Linked DNA regions of Capra hircus: region 2 is linked to region 1. Evidence: chromatin contacts called from public Hi-C data. All regions are on one chromosome and are shown on one strand. Each heading gives the region's core, a stretch centred on a gene start, on an enhancer-like site or on the middle of the called end of the contact. The rest is flanking DNA. Distances are from core to core; before and after follow the strand shown. Region 1 has its middle 16 kb from the start of CTDP1. Region 2 overlaps ATP9B (probable phospholipid-transporting ATPase IIB).

Evidence for each region. A called contact is a pair of places that touch in the nucleus more often than the background predicts.
Region 2: a contact with region 1 is called in a Hi-C map of blood, with 5 times the contacts expected there. The contact joins two enhancer-like sites. A contact is called at or near these places in 2 of 5 Hi-C or Micro-C datasets (both in blood).

Annotation. Positions count from the first base shown.
Region 1 is chr24:601,862-604,764 of ARS1.2, forward strand. No RefSeq gene overlaps it. Among named protein-coding and RNA genes, the nearest start is that of CTDP1, 16 kb to the left of the region's middle. Within about 2 kb of position 1,365, at least 2 of the 5 cell types and tissues checked have an H3K27ac peak or open chromatin away from gene starts, as enhancers often do.
Region 2 is chr24:751,874-754,898 of ARS1.2, forward strand. It overlaps ATP9B (probable phospholipid-transporting ATPase IIB), which reads right to left. Exons shown (of 27, transcript XM_018039529.1): 27 at 2,475-3,025. The coding sequence ends at 2,913. Among named protein-coding and RNA genes, the nearest start is that of NFATC1, 11 kb to the left of the region's middle. Within about 2 kb of position 1,743, at least 3 of the 5 cell types and tissues checked have an H3K27ac peak or open chromatin away from gene starts, as enhancers often do.

The sequences.
Region 1 (2,903 bases), core at 115-2,614:
AGGCGTTGGCTCCTGTGCTTGGCCCCGGCCGGTGCCCCCTGCGCAGGGCGACTGTCTCCAGGTTACAGAGAACTCAGGAGTGCCCTGCTTGTAACACAGCAGGACGGCGCGACAGGGGGTCTTCAGGTGAGTGACTTGGTGGCCTTGTGAGGGCTGCCGCATCAAACCATCAAAACCTGAGGGTGGTGGTTGGTGCCAAGGGGCGGCAGGGCTGGGAGGCTTGGGGTGAGGATGTTAGTAGGTGCCTGGGGGTTGTGGCTACCTGGGGCCTTTGAAGGCTCTCTGCGTTACCCTCCACTGAATCTAGACGGGGGTCTGATAGTCTTCACCAGTCATTGAGATGAAAAACATGGAACCCAGGTCAGGCGGTACCCGAGACTCAACAGCAGGGTCTGTGTGAGTTTGGGGGGCTTCAGGATGTGGGGGCTGCAGAGGAGGAGGGGCCCATGCCCGCAGGAGCAGGTGAGAGGCGCTTACCCACTGGGACAGCCAGGAACGCGGCCTGGGCTGGGAGCTAACAAGGGCTCCAAGCCCCGTTCTCCCCCTCCAGATCTCTCTCTCATCACAGAGTTTTATTAGCAGAAAACTTATTTGAAGATGACATTGGTCATCAATGTCAAAAACAGTCATTACCGGTGTATCTGGTGGCACTAATAGTAAAGAACCCACCTGCAAATATAGGGGACACAGAGATGTGGATTCGATCCCTGGGTCGGGAAGATCCCTGGAGGAGGGCGCAGCAACCCACTCCAGTGTTCTTGGCTGGAGAATCCTGTGGACAAAGGAGCCTGACAGGCTATAGTCCATGGGGTTGAAAGAGTCAGACACGACTGAGGGGAGCACACTGTACTGAATGAGTTGTTTTACAAACCTGTGTCGCAAGTAGCTTAGAGAGAGATGGAGTCACATATTAAAATACCGCTGGGTGCCATTGTATTGTGATAGGGCTGCTCGGAAGGCTTGATCTTCAGGCAGCAAAGATGCATCTTTCCAGCTTCACAGCAAGGTTCCCGGACCAGCACTCGCAGCGGGTGTTTGAGGACCTGCCAGGACGCAGACTGCAGGGCCCCGGGGAGAAGCTGAGCGCTCAGCACAGCGCCTCCCCTGGACATGCGCGGAGGCTGTGTCCTCGCCCCCGCCCTTTCACTCCGAGAGTGTGGCTGGCCACGATCCGTCCATCTCATGAAAGGAATTTGTGACATATTTTAAGTGATTGTCATTCTTTTTTTCCAAGTCCCATAAAACCTGCCCTCTCCTCCCACTCAGACTCCCAGAGGGAGCGTCTCCGCTGGCAGGAGCCCCCGCCGGCCGAGGCCCCTGTCCTGGCCCGACTCGGGCTGGGGCCTGCCCCCGCCAACAGAGGGCTGCCCAGTCTTGCGGACACGTGGTGCTGCGGCAGACGGAAGCGTCCTGAGAGCCTTCCCGCTTCTCAGAACAGCTCTCAGCCCAAGTTGCTGGGCAGAGGCTGGAAAGCCCAGTTAGAACAAAGAGCTGAGGGTGGGGGGGTGGCGCGGGGGTTGGGGAGGGTGCAGAGCCAGGCAACCTGCCAGTAGACACGGAACCAAAATAAATGCTCTTTTCTTACAGAAACTTCTCAAGAAATGTTTTCCCCAAAACTTTTAAGCCTATAAAAACATTTCAGGTCGGAGTTTCTTATGTACAGAGTCCAAACGCTGGCAGAGTTTGCCCCAGTCCAGATGGCTGCCAGGGGAGATTAGAGCCGGACAGAACAGCCTCTCTTCAGAACAGAGACACTCAAAGCCGATAGCCTTGTGTACAAGGTTGGTGACAACCTCAGGTGGATGTGCACTCCACCTTCTCTCTGATTCTGGCTTGTGGGGAAGCAAGACGGCCAGGCTGCCAGCAGGAGGCTTGGAGAGGGGGCCGCAGAGCCTTGAAAGAAAGGCCGTGAGTCTGCCCAGAGTCGGAGATGGGAGAGGCAACAGTGGCTCAGACGCTGAGCTTTCCATGGAGCTCCTCTGCAGACTCCACTGTGATACTGGTGAGAATGGGAGCCTGGGGGCCCTGCTGTCTTCTTGGGGGGTGAGGAGCACTCTCCAAGGCCCTCCCTAGCCTCTGCCCACATCACAGCGATTGGAGGGCACTTTCCCGCCAGAGGCCACAGGCAGCCCCTGGCCCGCCCCGTGTAGGCTCCGTCTCTTCTGTGCACACGGGTGTCATCCAGGAGCAGTTCCTCTGAGTGGCACGAGCCTGCAGACGCAGCTTCACAGCTCAGGGGGCCAGAAGCCGGCCTCTCCCAAGAACAGGGTCTGAGGCTGTGCCTTCAGCTGCTGCACTTTTACCCCACGGGCTGTGACTGGAAGGTGGGCCCAGCAGGGCACTGGGTGACCACAGGCCAGGTGTGCAGTCATATAAACCAAGGAATGCCTGGTGGGAGTGCTGTGCCTTCTGGGGGCTCCACCCGGGGGGCCAGGGCCACAAAGGAGGGGCTGCATCCCACCTCAGAGCGCGGCGGCTCCTATCCCAGCACTGGCACCCTGACCCCTGTCCCAGCCCCAGCACCCTGACCCCTGTCCCAGCCCCGGCACCCTGACCCCTGGTCCAGCCCCGGCACCCTGACCCTTGTCCTAGCCATGGCACCCTGACCCTGGTCCAGCCCTGGCACCCTGACCCCTGGTCTGGCACCCTGACCCCTGTCCCAGCCCCAGCACCCTGACCCCTGTCCCAGCCCCGGCACCCTGACCCCTGTCCCAGCCCCGGCACCCTGACCCCTGGTCCTGGCATCGGCACCCTGACCCCTGTCCCAGCCCTGGCCTGCAACAGCTTACACACCTCCAGGAACGGCCCCTGCCCGCTCTCCTGAGCCCCGCGTGGAGGTGCTCCTCTGGGAGGCAGCCCTGGCTGGGGCGGGAACAGGGGCCCATGGCGTACCAGGGCCCCTC
Region 2 (3,025 bases), core at 493-2,992, 150 kb after region 1:
ACTGCAGCCTCCAGACACTCAGATGGAACACTCTCCTTGCAGCAACAGTTAGGGCCACTCGGGACGAGGACACTGGGGCTGAGTGGATGCCCTGCCAGCTTGCCCATGTGGACGGCACCCCTGCAGTTGTGCCCAGAAGCCCTGGGAGGCTCCTGGGAGCAACTGTCTAAACTATGAGGCTCCCCCGGCTGCTCAGAAGTCTGGCTTCTCTCAGAGCCGGCTCTCCGGGGGCAGGTGACCGGGCCAGGTGCCGGGCAGGGGACGTGAAGACGCAGTCTGGACCAGACACCCGGCCCCATCATAGAATCAGAGCCGCCTTGGCTCAGCCGGCCGGTCTCTGCACTTTCAGGTCGCGAAGAGCCTGAGAGCCCTGAAGCGATGTTAGGTCACTTTGAACAAACAGCATCCAGGGTTCAGCGCAGCCGCCTGAGACCTTGGGACTTGGGCTCAGACCTGACAAGGCCATCCTAGAGGGCTCCACCTGGTGACACCCAGACACACAGGGGCCGCAGGGAGATGGCAGGGAGGGTGAAGCGCGCGGCTGCAGGCGGGCGGGGGTGGGGGGTAGGGCCCCGCCTGGCCCAGAACCGGGGGTGGACTGTGTCCTCGCTGTTGGGGGGTGCGCCCTGGGGCCCAGCTCCACAGGCTGTGTCTCAGGCAGCGTGGGTCATGGGCCTGCCTGGGAGGACCCCTCCGGCTCTGCTGGCCCCGGGCGCGGGCTGCGTGACTGGGACAGGGGCCGGGGGACCGCTGCCTGGGGACCCGAGGCCCTGCCCCCGCACCCCAGCCCCCTCCGTGCGTCACCCCGTCCTGCCTTTGCTTCACTCGCTGCTCAGAGGTTGTGTCCGCCCTTGGCTCTCCCTTGAGTCCTGACCGGCCGCCCAGCTGATGGATAGACGCAGAGCTCCGAGGGGCCTGAGCAGGGCTGGATGGACAAGCCGTGTGGGCCCAGCCTCCCCTTGGGAGCTCTGGCCTCCTTGGAAGAAGCCACCACGGCCCGTGGCCCGCGGCCCCCAGCAGAGCATCCTATGACCGGGGCCGGAGAGTCCCACCTGACCCGTCACCCCAGCTCAGAGCCCGCCAGGCCCACGGTGGCTGCTCGCCCAGTCGGCAGAAGGGACTGGGGGGTCGGGCAGGGACTTGGGGGCCCCTCCACACGCTGGCCTCCCTGAGCCAGGCGGGCCCCCGACCCTGAAGGCAGTGGGGCTGGGCTGTGGAAGGGGCTGGGGTTGGCCTTTCTCTGTGGCAGCCACAGAGCCCAGGCCTGGGAACTGGCTTGGAGAAGAGCAGGGAGGGTCTCTGGCTTTACAATCACGTGGCTGTGAGACTCGGAAAGTTCTGCTTTTAGGAAAACGGTACATGACCTCGGTCCTCCTGGGCCCCAGAGTTCTGCCCACCCAGAGTCTCCCGGCCACCAGGCACAAGAGCAGGGGCCGCGGGCGGGGTCATCCCGGGAGATCAGGAGGTGTCGCCCGCACTTTACCATTAAGGGGGCCCCGGTCTCCGTCCAGAGTGGATGCCGCGTGGACACAGGCCCGTGCCTGAACTCTGCGAACGCGCGGGGCATCTAGCCCAGACCGCTGACTGACCCAAGCGCCCGAAGTTGGGCCGCCGGCCTTGGCTGCATTCCTTAGTTTCTAGCGCCACCTGCTGGAGTTGCGCGGAATTACACCTGCTCTGCGCGCTCTGTTCATCTGGAGCCCAGCCAGGCCGCCGTCTGCAGGAGCCTGAGCAGGAACCGCCCGCTGAGAGGCTCTGGGATCACAGGGGCGTGGCCACCGCGCCCCGTCCTAGGGACGCAAACCAGTGCCACCTGCCTGTTGTGCGGGCCCTTCCCGGCAGCTTGGGATGAGGCCCCCGCTGGGACAGAGGGACACCAGGAGACGTTCGGATCGGTGGTCAGAGCAGGGTTTAGCGGAAGTCGGAGAGCCAGCACAGTGCTTGTGCAGATGGCCAGCTTCTCCGAGTCGAAATGACTCCAGCAAAAAGGGCTTCCAGAACCTGCAGGGTGGACCTGCCCAGCAGCAGTCAGGGCAGCCTCCTCGGGACCCCAGGGTCTGCCTGTTTGGGGGCCACAGGACTGTTTGCTGAGTGAGGAGCTGGGTGTGTGAAGGGCTTCCGACTGACGGCCTTTCCTTGTGGGGACGCGGCCGGGGACCAGAGTGAGCAGCCAGGGGTCACTCGTCCTCCCTGGGATGCACCCTGGGAAGTGGCCACCCAGATGGGACTCAGAGCACAGCCTAGAGGAGGAAGCGCTCTCCCATGGAAGCACCGTTGAGGGGCCCACAGACCGCCCGAGTGCCAGGAGCCAGAAGCAGCAGCAGACGCAGACAAACACCAGGACGGGGACAGCTGAACTAACAGCAGAGCCTCGGACACACGTGCGTGGCTGCTGTGGGCATGGAAAGACTGTGCGGGCGCCTGGGGCCGGGGTGCGCCTGTGGGAGGTGTGGGGAGGGTGTGGCAGACACGGCCTGGACAGAATGGAGGCTTTATTCTGGTGAAGAAGGGCGACTCTCTGCTATGACATCAAAGAAAGAGCCTGAATGTTAGTTGGGAAGTTGCAAGATAGTAAATAAACTTTCATTTCAGTTCCCAGAACAGCAGAGAACGATGGTGTTTTCCAGTAACAGGGCTCATATTCATGGAAACTCAAGCTGGTGCTACATGTAAATTAAACTCTGAAAAACAACAGAAAGGGGAGGAAAGGAAATCCAGCCTGATGAGGACAAGGGGGTGAGTCCATGGCGCCTGGGCGGGATGTCCACGGCGCCTGGGCGGGATGTCCACGACGCCTGGGCGGGATGTCCACGGCGCCTGGCTGGGTCACCTGGGCCCTTCTGGCCTCACAGCCTCTCAGCAGCTGCAGTGCTCCAGACACCACAGCCACCAGCTGCAGGTGCAGGGAGGGGCTAGGAGGAGAGCTTGGAGTAGCTGGGCGGGGACAGTTTCCGCTTCAAGTACTTCAGGACATAGAGAGGGAGGCAGCTGACCACTGTGATGGCTGACACTTTCCACACGAAGG